Linked DNA regions of Pan troglodytes: all the other regions are linked to region 3. The links are chromatin contacts, called in public Hi-C and HiChIP or PLAC-seq maps. All regions are on one chromosome and are shown on one strand. Each heading gives the region's core, a stretch centred on a gene start, on an enhancer-like site or on the middle of the called end of the contact. The rest is flanking DNA. Distances are from core to core; before and after follow the strand shown.

Region 1 (4,144 bases), core at 649-3,148, 190 kb before region 3:
TTTGTTTTGTAATGATATTGTTAAAATTAAAACTTTAGAAAAATTAAATTTAGCAGAAATTAATTGAGCAATGACCAATTTGAGAATCAGGCAGCCCTCAGAACCAGAGGAGGTTCAGAAAGTATCGTTCCACAAAGAGGCCAGGCAGCACGCATAGAAAAAAAAACAGAAATGAGATACACAAACAGCTTGATTGGCTACAGGTTGGCCTTTGCCTTATTTGAACATGGGCTGATCAGTTGACCACCTGTGATGATTGGCTGAGACTCAGTTATTTGTTACAGAAGTATATTCCTAAGTTAGGCTGTGAGTTAAATTGCATACTAAGTTGGGTTGCAGTTCATTATATAAGGACTCAAAACAGGGAGACATCTTTAAGCTAAATTTAATTTCACAATATGAAATATTTACTTGGTTCTAAAGTCAAATTTATGAAGATGTTTCCAGAGATGTCTAGATTCTATCCCTGTCTCCTCTATCCTATTTATTTCCTCCACCATAGGTAACATCTTTAAAAACCTCAAATGTTTTCATTCCCATTATTTTGAATATTTAAGAAAATATGTATATATATTGAAATTACCACCATCTTTCTCTTTTTGGGTAAAAGCATACTGTATAAATTCCTATCCATTTTTTTTCCACTTTGTAATGTATTCTGGAGGTCACACCACAGATGTATATAGAGTTCTTCCTTATTACTTTTGACGATTGTATTAGCATTTCATTGCTTTGTTGTGTGAAAGTTTTTGGGAAGCCACTGTTTTGGACTAGCTTCACGCACTAGGCCCCAGCAGACCAGACCAAACCAGAATGGAGTCGTTTGTGCTAAGTACCACACAATCAAACTGAACTTTGAAATGGGCCAGTTTCCCAAAAAATAGGAAATTCCCTTAAGTCTGAGTCAGTGAAACAAGGAAGTTTCTTCTGCTTTAACCCTAAAAGTAACTTTGAAACGATGAGTCCACTTTTTGTTCGGTTTCTGCTTTCTTCAGCCCCTATTTGCCAATAAAACCAACCGCCTCTGCTCAGCTGATCAGAACACTCATTCTACTTTATAGAATGAGGTGTTTTCTGATTCTAGAATCACGAATAAGAGTCAATTAAGATTTTTAAACTAATTCGTTGTAATGCTGTCTTTTGACTGTTGTACTACAATTTATTCAAGCAGTCCTTTATTTAGGAATTTGGGGGTAATTTCCAATATTTTGGTATTATGAATCGTGCTGAATAGTCGTGCATGCTCTTTCATATTTTCACCACACGCATTTTTGGGTGAAAGCATGAATTCATCTATGCAATTTTGCTAGATATTAAGCTACTCTTTTCACTATTCCTGTACAGATGGAGGGACAGATGAGACAGCTGCCCAGGGCATTTCAGCAGTTACTGGCATAGCTGGGATTTGAACTGGGATGTAACTATTTTCATACACTCTCTAGGTCATTCCAAGGTGGGAGAGGCAAGCAAATAATTTTGAATCTGGCCAGCATATTCACTGAAACACTTATGCTTATCCTTCCTCCTTCCAGCATACAAGTTCTTCCTTAGCAAAACCTCCAGTCCTCTAATTTAGCATACTTTCGTCTAATCTGTCACTTTCCTCAGGCCCCACAACTACGAGTACTCCTTGTCCCCACCCGGTCCTAATTTGGTCGGGTATAGCGGAGGTGGGCGTAGAGAGAACTGGAGGTGGAGACCTTTGTGCGTGCCCAGACACTGCTTTCCTCGCGAGGAATCTGGGGCCCCTGCAGAGGCGGAACCAGGATGTGACGTAATAACCGCGCGCGGCGCTCGGCGTTCCCGCAAGGTCGCTTTGCAGAGCGGGAGCGCGCTTAAGTAACTAGTCCGTAGTTCGAGGGTGCGCCGTGTCCTTTTGCGTTGGTACCAGCGGCGACATGACGGGGTACACTCCGGATGAGAAACTGCGGCTGCAGCAGCTGCGAGAGCTGAGAAGGCGATGGCTGAAGGACCAGGAGCTGAGCCCTCGGGAGCCGGTGCTGCCCCCACAGAAGATGGGGCCTATGGAGAAATTCTGGAATAAATTTTTGGAGAATAAATCCCCTTGGAGGAAAATGGTGAGTGACAGACCTCTCCGGTCCCCCCCAACACACCCCACTGCTGCCGGCAGCCTGAACATTGAACGTCCGCTCCCTGCAGCCACACCAAGGACTGATAACGCTCAGTGCTCTGGGACACTGGCCAGTCCCGAGAGTCCTCCTGGAGTCTCGGGAGGCAGGAGTCCAGGAATATGTATGGCTTTGAGAGAGTCATGCCTTTTACTGTCAAGTACAGTGAGACGGGGGCGAATTTTAATACTTAGGTTTTCCAGGACGCTGCACATTTGATTCTCTTTTGACTGTAGAAATCTTCCCTCAGAATAATAACCAAGGACTCGCTAGAATTAAAATTCTGTGATTTAAGTATTTGAGGACACTTGTCTAACTTTTAAGTGTGAGGTTCTAGAGACCAAGTAACACAGTATCCAACCACCAGAGGGCACAGCCAGCCCGTAGCTGATAGTACAGCCCCATGTGATCCCCGTAAAAGACAGGGTCCTGTTGGTATGCCTTGTGAGTCACATTCAAGAGCTACCTTTCTAAACTACCGTTCTGTACTTTTAACACAGTGTTTCATTAAAAAATGACATTTTGGGCTTTGAAGAAAATCACTCATTCAAGAACTTTATTTTCAAGGCCTCTGGGTATTTTCTTGAGGACTGTTATGGATGATAAACATCTCAGAATTGCTTTGAGTTACCTGCAACACTTACTGATGACAGGATAATAGTAGTAACAATACTACGTAACACACGGGTGCTTGCTGTGTGCTTGGCACTCTACTGAGGGTTTTACATGTGTTACTTCATTTCTTTATTCCTGTAAGGTAGATATTCCTAATCCTCATTTTAAATGTGAAGAAACTGAGGCCTACAAAGCTTCAGTGATTTGCTGGTGGTCAGGGAGCTAGGAATTGAATATGAGTTCATATTGTAATCAACATGTATCTGTTTCTTACTGTGCTACAAAGTCTAGTGCAATAGAATTGTTGAAAATTTTTCTGAGAAAGTGGTATTGGATACTTATTTATGATGGTAAAATTCAACTCTTCTCCCACCCTTTGTATCCCTGACATTATCGGAATATTGGCAGTCACTGATTTAAAGTTGACGTCCCATCCATCAGCAAGTGATATAAGGAAGTAAATAAATAATAATGTGTCGAAGTTCACCTTACCTTACTTTAATTTATTCTTTTATAATCATATCTGTTATAATTCTTAGATTCTGGATTGTCCCTTCCTTGAATGGATAGGTGTTTTTTAATCAAGTTGGAAGACATGGGAAAGTTCCATTTTTAGTTCTTTTTAAAAATAGTGTTGCAGAGGGCATTTTGGAGTGAGTTTGGGACACCCCATCTTAGTATGTAAAACGTCCTTTTTCCAGCATTGGCGTTGTCAAGGTTGTCTGCCTTATACCTAAAATGATGTGAGTGTCATTGATCAATAAATAAGGGAGATGACTATATCTGAAAAATTCTGTAGGTTTGATTACTCTGGTTAAATACATTAAAATTATTCTTTCATTATTTTGCTATATTTTATCTTTAACAAACTTATAATAAGGATATTTTTAGATGTCTTTAAAAAATCTATAAATGCCTTGTTATAGTCTTGCAAAATACTGCTTAAGCATTTTGGTCTGGACTTTGTAGGTATCTTCTAGCAGACTCTGCATTTACTAAGAATATTTGAGTAGATGAGGTTACCTACAGACTATAAGAAAATATGTGCCATTTAGAGTTTTGTAAAATAGTCATGGCATTGTTACATCATTGATGCCTTTTGTTCTGCCATAAATATAAAAAATGGGATATGTTTATTTTGTGTATGTGTTTTTCCCCCCAGGTCCATGGGGTATACAAAAAGAGTATCTTTGTTTTCACTCATGTACTTGTACCTGTCTGGATTATTCATTATTACATGAAGTATCATGTGTCTGTAAGTATGTCCTTTTCAGAATTTATTTTTAATATTGTCCAAAATTACTTTCTTTGTGGGTATCTTACCCTACTTAGTGGAAATAATCTGCCACTTATAAACAGATTTTGAAGTACTTTGAATTCTCTTAGGTAAAAGGTTTAAT
Region 2 (4,451 bases), core at 219-2,718, 140 kb before region 3:
AACAAAACTAAAATACTGCTGAGAGAAATTATAGACCTAAGTAAATGAAAAGGCATACCATGCTTATGGATTAGAAGACTCAATATTGTTAAGATGTCACTTCTCCCCAAGTTTATCTGTAGGTTCAATGCAATCTTGATCAAAATCCCAATAAACTTTTTTTGGGGGAAGGACGGGGTAATTGACAAGTTGATTCTTATTTCATATGGAAATGCACAGGGATTCAAGGTTGCAGTGACCCCTGTTTGCACCACTGCACTCCAGCCTGGGAGACAGAGCGAGACCTTGTCTCAAAAAAGAAATTTAAAAAAAAAAAAAAAAAGGAATGCAAAGAATCTCAAATAGCTAATATCTTCACAGTGAAAAACAAATTCGGAGAACTTAGTAGTACGTGATTTTGAGACTTAGTTGAAATCTAAAGTAACCTAGAGACAATGGTATTGTCAAAGTAGTAGGAAGTAGAATATAACAAGAGTCAGAAATAGACACACATACATTCAATGGACTTGGTTTTTTTACAAAGGTCCCAAGGCTATCCAATGGCAAAAGGAAAAGTTTTCAACAAACGGTGCTGAAACAATTAGAAATATGGAAAAAGTGAACCTGGACCCCCCATCTCACGCCACAACAAAATTATTTTGAGATAGTAATAGACCCAGAAGTAAAGGCTAAAAATATAAATCTAAAAGGAAACAATATTTTCATGACCTTGGGGTAGGCAAAGATTTATTAAAGAGGACACAAAAAACAACAAACAGAAGAAAAACCTGAAAATTGCATCAATATAAGTGTCTGCTCCTCAAAAGACACCTTTAAGAAAATGAAATGGTAAGCCACAGACTGGAAGAAGATATTTCGAATACATATATTTAACAATTTTGTATCCTGAATAAATAACTCCTGTAAATCCATAAACCAAAAAACTCCAAAGTCAGGCAAAAGATTGGAGCAGATGCTTCACAAAAGATATATGAATGACCCAGTAAGCACATGCAAATGTGCCCACCATTAATTATATGGGAAATTAAAATTAAAACCACAATAATATACCATTTCACACCGACCAAGATGGAAGTTAAAATAAAAAAAAAAAAAAAGAAAGGCTGACCAATGTGTCTATCTACTGGAGCTCTCCTACTGCGGGTGGGAATGTAAACTGGATGTAATCAGTCATTTTGGACAACAGGTGGCGGTTTCCTATAAAGCTAAACATAGACTTACCCTGGCACCCAGCCGACGTGGGAGAACTGGGTACACAGGTGTACACTTTACAAAACTCATCGAATTGCACACTCAGATTGTGTGCATTTTACTGTGTCTAAACGTTAGCGCTATAAAAGCAAAACAAAATATAAGATCATAAAAATAAAAGCAATTCCTAGGGGTCCTCTCCGTTCCCGGGCTTCCTCGGTGCGGAGGGAAACGAAACTAGCCCGAGGCAAAACAGCCTCCGCGGACCCCGCCCGCCGCTAGTTGCACTTTCGATTTTCCCTTTAGTTATTAAAGTTCCTATGCAGCTCCGCCTCGCGTCCGGCATCATTTCCTCGGAAAATCCCTGCTTTCCCCGCTCGCCACGCCCTCCTCCTACCCGGCTTTAAAGCTAGTGAGGCACAGCCTGCGGGGAACGTAGCTAGCTGGAAGCAGAGGCCGGCATGACCACTGAGCAGCGGCGCAGCCTGCAAGCCTTCCAGGATTATATCCGGAAGACCCTGGACCCTACCTACATCCTGAGCTACATGGCCCCCTGGTTTAGGGAGGGTGAGTGTCTCCAGCGGCGCCTTCTCGGCGGAAAACAATTGAGGACTTGTTTTTCTCTTGCTTCGTTCCCTTCTTTTAATCAATGCAGATAGCCTGCCAGACACCCCGGGTTTGTGGTAAGATCTCCGCAGCATTTTAGGCTAGAGGTTGCCAGAGTTTGAGGAGCCCTCGGAGGCCTAGGTGGGGAAACTGAGTTCCAGCGAGGTGAAGTGACTTGCTTAAGGGTGCTCATCTATTTAGGTTCAAAGCTGGGGAAGAAATTTTCTGTTTCATTTATTTTCACTAATATTAAAGTCTACTGTGTGCTTGGCTGGGTACTGACAGAGATTGAGAAATAAGATAAGGGCTCTTCCTTAGTATACATTACAGCCCAAGGGATGGGACACAAAGGGCAGATAATTACAGTACTGAGCACAAAGTGCGGTCTGAGCTTAAAGGAAGTTGATGCTTACTCTGCCGAATCTTATTTGCACGCCTAAAGAAGTGGAAGCTGGAGAGGAGCCGGACTTTTCCAGACCGAATAGCTTTAGGCTTTAATACAGGTGTTTCCATTTAACTTCGGAGACAGGTGATCCTGGGTAATGACCATTTTGTAAATTTGTATCGAATTACTTTGTGCTGGAGATGAGCAGAGGCTTCTGGGAAAGAGGTGAAAGGAGGTGGTACTTAAAAGATATCGATGAGGCCGGGCGTGGTCCCTCACGCTGTAATCCCAGCTGTAGAGCACCCGATGCTGTTGCTGTTCGGGGTGCCACTATGTAACCCGCACGGACCTAGGGGACTGAACAAAGAGGGGCGAACGCGGGAATAAAAGACAAGAGACAAAAGAGTATATCTGGAAGAAGGGGTCAGGGGGCACCTTGCCTCTAGTGGACAAGGGCCCTGAGCTTTACACAGCCCTTCTTGTTTATTAGGCAAAAGAGATAGCGAGAAGGGGAGGTGCTTGTTGGCTGGCTGCTTGATTCACAGCAGGCTTGCAAGACTGCAGTCTTTGAACAATAGGTGCTAGATTTCTCAATAAATAATTTCAAGGAGCCTGGCGCCAGGGAGTGAGGCGCTCAGCAAACCTTTTGGTGGCAAGGCAGTGTGAGTTTGCCCACGTGCTGCATTCATGATAAACAGTTTGCTGTTTGATCATATAGCCTCCAGCGGAATGCTGAGTTGGTCACATCCCAAGGGCCTTCGGCTCCCTGCAGCCAGCACTTTGGGAGGCCTAGGCGGGTGGATCACAAGGTCAGGAGTTCGAGACCAGCTTGGCCAATATGGTGAAACCCCGTCTCTACCGAAAAATACAAAATTAGCCAGGCGTAGTGGTGCACTCCTGTAGTCCCAGCTACTCAGGAGGCTGAGGAATGAAAATCGCTTGAACCAGGGAGGCAGAGGTTATGGTGAGATCGCACCACTGCACTCAGCCTGGGTGATATCGTGAGACTCTTGTCTCCAAAAAAAAAAAAAAAAAACCGAAAAACAAAAAAAAGTCGATGAGAGGGGGCCTGGGAATCCTAAAAGTCTCCAAGTGCCAGTCTTTCCTGATGTTATTGCAGTTTTTGGAAATGGCGTTAAGACCGGCAACTAACTTGAATGCTAATTGCTCTACAAAACTAAAAGAAAGGTTGTGGAATGGCATTCTAGTGACCAGTGTAGCTTGGCACCTGAAGAAGTACTTGGAAGAAACACTAACAACTGGTGTGAATTCCATTTTTTCATGCACTCATATATTGATTTGATACACCTTGATGGAATAAAATAAGCAACTCGTGTCAGTATTGTTAGCATTGGAGGTAATTTACTCAGCACCTATTACCTAATAGTGTCATTGAAAGTTGAGGAAGCAATGATGAGCACAGTAGAAACTGTCCCTGCCCTAATAGTGATTAGTGTGTGTATGTGAATGCAGGTAACAAAATAGTAAATAATAAAGTGCAGCAGTGCTTTGATGGAAAAAAGCTGGGATGTCTACTAGAGTCCAAAGGGCACAGCCAAAGCTTCCCAGATATTTGGCATTTGAACTGAGGTCTAAAGAAGGAGGAAAAATTAGCTGGAAGGAGACAATAAATTGCAGTTAGAGGGCTCCTTATGTGCAAAGGTCCAAGGTGAAAGAGAAACTAGAGTGTTCCAGGTATCCAGAAAATATTAGTATGGTGGCATTGTGGAGAGAGAGGCAGGAGTTCAGAGAGATGAAACTTGACAGGCAAGCAGAAGTGGGATATGAACAGTTTTGGACTTTATCCACTGAAATGTGATAAGGAGAGGGGACCAAAATAGAATTTGCATTGTAGAAAAACGACTTTGACTTCAGTTTGAGGAATGGCTTGGATAGGTACAAGACAGGGAGAGAGAGAATGGCAGATGCAATGATGCCAGGACAGCAGAGTGGAAAAACTGGAAGCAAGGAGACCAGTTAGGAAAATAGGAATCCAGAGGAATGGGGAGAAATGGATGGATTCAAGACACATTTGGAAAGTATAATCAATAGGTCTCTTGGGGAGTTGTGGTGAGGAGGTAAGGGTGAGGACAGGGTGGAAATGACTTCCAGGTCTCTGGCTTTGGTCCTTGGGTGAATAAATGGTAGTTTCTGAGATAGGAAATGTGGGAAGAGGGACAGGTTTGCAGGAGAAGGAGAAAAATTCGGATTTAGGTATGCTGGGTTTGTATGCCTTGGATACATCCATGAAGAGATGTTCATCAGATTG
Region 3 (4,170 bases), core at 438-2,937:
TGACTTTTCAGGAGGTTGGCAAGGTTCATCACAGCCTCACGTGGGGACCTAGTACCTAGTTTCCAAAGTGAGATCAAACTTGGTTCCAGATACCAGAGGTTAATACTGTCCATGGCATGAGGTGGTGTGTGTTCCCAATCAGAGGAAGGATCACAAACAAGAAGCAGGCCCAATGAATGAAGCCTCTGAAGCATTTCCTACACTAGCATCCTCAAAGTGTAGTGCAGAGAATTCCTAGGGATCTCCAAAGTCAAAACCATTTTCCTAGTAATAAAATGTTACTTGCTTTTTTTCACTCACACATTTTCAGGAGTATACAGTGGAGGTCTCAAGAGGCTACATGATATGTGATATTGCAACAGACTGCAGAAGCAGCTATCAGAATCCAGCTGTCTTCAATTACGCTTGACATCAAAGAGATTTGCAAAAATGTAAAACAATGCCACTCTTCTCAATAATTTTCTGTTTTGGGAAATATAGTTCTTTTTCATAAAAATAGGCAATGTTAAGATATAATTAGTTCACTATTCTTTTTAAATGAATTATTAAATATAGTACAAATGTCTCAGTCTTACATATTATAAATATGGATAGATATAACACACATAAAAGCTCCTTAAGATACTAATTTTTAAGAGTGTAAAGGAGTACTGAGTCCCAGAAAAGTTTGGGGACTTCTGTCCTAGAGGTTGTCCCCAAGGGAAGAGAGTTACATGTGTTGCAAGAAGGAAGATGCCATTATGATGTGCTAGCTGAATCTAGAAAAAAATGACTTGGTCATAACTGCAGCCCAAGCTCCTTTCTAGATCTCCGAATCTATCATGGTGGGCTCTGTGTTCAAGCCTCCCACGAAGGGTCTCTTCCCCCTCATCCCATTTTCCCTTTACCCCTTGGAGTGGATTCCCGGATCTGCCCGCACAACTTTAGCAAGGGTTTCCCTATCCAGCTAGCCGGGCCTGGGCGAGGACTCCCAGTGCGGGCCTCACACCCTCGGGGTTAGGACTCCCAGGACTGGCCGCACACCCTAGGCAAGGACTTTCAGGACAGCACGCACAGCCAAGGCTAAGAAGGGTCTAGGAAAGCCACTTCCAATCCCTGGTTTCTCTCCCCGGCATGACATAGACTGGGGACAGGGTGGAGACGTCAGTCGCCAGAAACACGTCCCCGATTCTCCTCTCAGCCTCCCCAAGCTCGCCTCCGTGTCCCCCGGGCCGCCACTGCCTCGGGCACCTCGGTAAAGGCCCGCACCGACTCTCGAGGGATACAGGGTGGACGGCGCTCCCGCCTGGGGACGTGGGTCGGGCCACGTCGGTACTCACCTCCGACTGCACGGCGGGGCTCCCGCGACCGGCGAACCTGACCCAAGCAGCGGGACGCGTTCCCGTGCGCTGCGCGGCTCCAGCTGCCGCCTCCACGCTCCGCCCCCTCTCGCCCCCGGGGCCGCCGCGCGATGGGCGGAGCAGGGGCGGGAAGGGCGGAGCAGGGGCGGGACGGGCGGGCAGCTAGCCGAAGAAGGGGCGGAGCCTGCGGGCGCCCCCGCGGGCCTGGAGGACTTCGCCCCGGGCTGGAGGCTAGGGTTGCGAAGGGCTCCTCCGCAGGAAGTGGGAGGGCTGATCCCTCGGCCCGGGTCCGCTTCTGCCAGCATGGGACCTGGGACGAGGGTGTCTGTTGCTCACTTTGGAGCTTAGCATGTGACTCCCCAGCCGGCGTTAGGAAGTGACCAAAGGGTGGGGAAGAAATGGAATTATTTTTAAAAAATGATTTGGCCATAACTGGAGAGGCTTCATGTACGTGTGGTCACTTGGCCCGCCTCCCTTCTCACTTTGTCCGTCCCCACCCTACCCACCCTCTCCACCCTCGCCTTAATTCTTTGCGCAAAGCCTGCCAAGTGGACATCGGAGTCACGCTGTCAGAATAGGACTTCAGCATTTCCGTGGCAAAAGTTCTATATGTAGATTTCCTTGGACATGTAACAACACTTTCTAATGCACGATGTTCACTGGTCTGAAGTCGGAGAAATGGCTGGGAGATGGCAGCAAGTGGGCTTTCACAAGATCTGCTTTTCATGTTGGTAGGAGTTGTGCCCTCTTGGGTGAATGGCGTTCAAAGAAGTGATTAGATCTTTCTAGATGAAAGGTGGTGAGGTTTTCCTGCACAAATTATTTGGAAAGTTACTGTAGTTTTCTGAATAAACAGCTTATAGGATGAGTAAACAATAGCCAGTACTAATAGCCCCCCTGCTACTTTATACTGCCCTCCTATTCTGCACAAAGCCCTGTGATCGACTCTTTCCACGTTATTCAGTTCAGCTCTTCCAACCACCTTACAAGTAAAGAATATTACCCGTCTTTGCAGGTGTGCAATGCGCAACAGCTGAGACTCAGTCCTTAGGTTGGTTTGACACCAAAGCCTACACCTTCCCTGTGATACTGCACTATAGGGTACAACTATCATCTAGTTATATTTAACTTTGAAATATAAATACTTATATTTATTTTGAAAGGGGAAGTAACTGTATTTCCAATATGAGAGGAGACTGTTTTCCCACCCACTTCCTAAATCCTTTCCATTCACATTAGTAATTAAATTTTCTTTGAATGTCCACCATATGGCAGAGGTGCACCACAATCCCTGAAAAATCATGCTCCAGTCCCCTTGGGAGGTAGGGAGAGTAGGGGCAAGGTGAGAGTGAGTAGAAGGCTGGGAAAGTCCGATGAGGACACATCCAGCTAAATTGCGATTCTTAATGAGGCAGCCATTCGGAAAGCAAAGTATCTAATGTTCAATGATAACATCCGTGTAACTGAGAATCCTTCGCAGAAAACAATCAAATCAGAGCTATGAAGGGAATTGAGATTTATTAGTAAGCACGCTGGCCAAAACCGTGAAGGAAATAGTTCCACATCCCCCCAGTCTGTTACTCTTGGACGTTGTCACCAGTGACGTGCAGATCGTGAATCCCAGGGCCTGTCCTCTGTTCCTGTCCTTACTCACTACTCTGTGGTATTTGACACTGGCGATTCGTTTTCCTAGAAATGTTAACCTCCTTTTGGCTTTTCAGCCCTCCGCTCTTAGGAGTCACCTCTTCCCTCTTTTGTCCCTCTTTTTTAAGGTCTTTCCCTACACTCTCTCCTCTTGCTTTATATGTTTCTGCATTTGCTGAGTTTTTCTTCATCTATTTTCTCAGTATGCAGACTGCCTGCCACTTCTAGCTGAAGCCTGCTATGTCTCTGTCATTGGTCTTAGTTAACTTTCTGACCTTCACACTCTTGATTTGCAGCCATATGTGGCAACCCCACCTGGATATTCCAAAGGTGCCTGTATTAGACCGTTCTCACGCTGCTGTAAAGAACCCTGAGACTGGGTAATTCATAGGGAAAGAGGTTTAATTGGCTCACAGTTCTGCATGCTGGGGAGGCTTCAGGAAGCTTACAATTATGGCAGAAGGGGAAGCAGGTATGTCTTACCTGGCAGCAGGCAAGAGAGTGTCCTCTGAATGCACAGTGGTCCTCCTGAATGCTTTGAGGGGACTTTAGAATCCCTAAATTTTTCACTGAATATATGTCTTCATACCAGAGAAAATTTGAAATAAACGTTTTGTTCCTCTTTAAGAAAAAAAAGAGTTAAATTCATAACAAGGAGAGGCAGGTCTTAGCCTCATCTTGGCTCCCGGTAAATATCCAACGGCTCTCCCCTGATGCCCTCTTCCCACCACACCTGCTATACGTTTAATTTTCGTGCTCTCTTAATTACTGCCTAAGGGCCTGATCCCTGAGCTGCCTTCCCAGGGAACAAGAATCCTCTGGGCAGCTGCTTACAGTTTCTCTCAGTATAGCTAATAATAAAAATCATCCCCATGATCCAATCACCTCCTTCCCTCCACAGGTGGGGATTACAAACCATATCAGCGCCTGTCATTCATCACATCTAAAATGGGAATTTAGTGTCTTCTCTAACCATCTGTCTCTCCCCTCCTATCCATCTAGTTTCTTTTTCATCCTAATCCTGCATCCTGAATTTGTATTTCATGATCTGTTGAGAAAGCTAAATGTTTAAGGGGTATATTGCCATGGCATATTACTACGCTCTCACAGGGTCCACCTAACAAATATTTCTGTCACGATATAAAAGGTTCTGCTAATGGCCCAGCTGAGGGCATATACTCTAGGG

The links. A called contact is a pair of places that touch in the nucleus more often than the background predicts. HiChIP or PLAC-seq counts read pairs in DNA pulled down with a chosen protein or histone mark.
Region 1: a Hi-C map of stem cell-derived neural progenitor cells shows a contact between it and region 3, with 8 times the contacts expected there. The contact joins the promoter of NDUFB6 here to the promoter of ACO1 in region 3. A contact is called at or near these places in 5 of 7 Hi-C or Micro-C datasets (blood, induced pluripotent stem cells, a lymphoblastoid cell line and 1 more), 1 of 1 datasets of contacts at active chromatin or transcription factors (stem cell-derived excitatory neurons) and 1 of 1 other capture datasets (stem cell-derived neural stem cells).
Region 2: a contact with region 3 is called in an H3K4me3 HiChIP or PLAC-seq map of stem cell-derived excitatory neurons, with 3 times the contacts expected there. The contact joins the promoter of RIGI here to the promoter of ACO1 in region 3. A contact is called at or near these places in 2 of 7 Hi-C or Micro-C datasets (induced pluripotent stem cells and stem cell-derived neural progenitor cells) and 1 of 1 datasets of contacts at active chromatin or transcription factors (stem cell-derived excitatory neurons).

Annotation. Positions count from the first base shown.
Region 1 is chr11:83,432,796-83,436,939 of NHGRI_mPanTro3-v2.0_pri, forward strand. NDUFB6 (NADH:ubiquinone oxidoreductase subunit B6) reads left to right here and starts at 1,899. Exons shown (of 4, transcript NM_001246208.1): 1 at 1,899-2,078; 2 at 3,907-3,999. The coding sequence starts at 1,899.
Region 2 is chr11:83,479,923-83,484,373 of NHGRI_mPanTro3-v2.0_pri, forward strand. It overlaps RIGI (RNA sensor RIG-I), which reads left to right and starts at 1,469. Exons shown (of 22, transcript XR_010148722.1): 1 at 1,469-1,758.
Region 3 is chr11:83,618,458-83,622,627 of NHGRI_mPanTro3-v2.0_pri, forward strand. ACO1 (aconitase 1) reads right to left here and starts at 1,688. Exons shown (of 21, transcript XM_009456435.4): 1 at 1,320-1,688. The coding sequence starts at 1,645.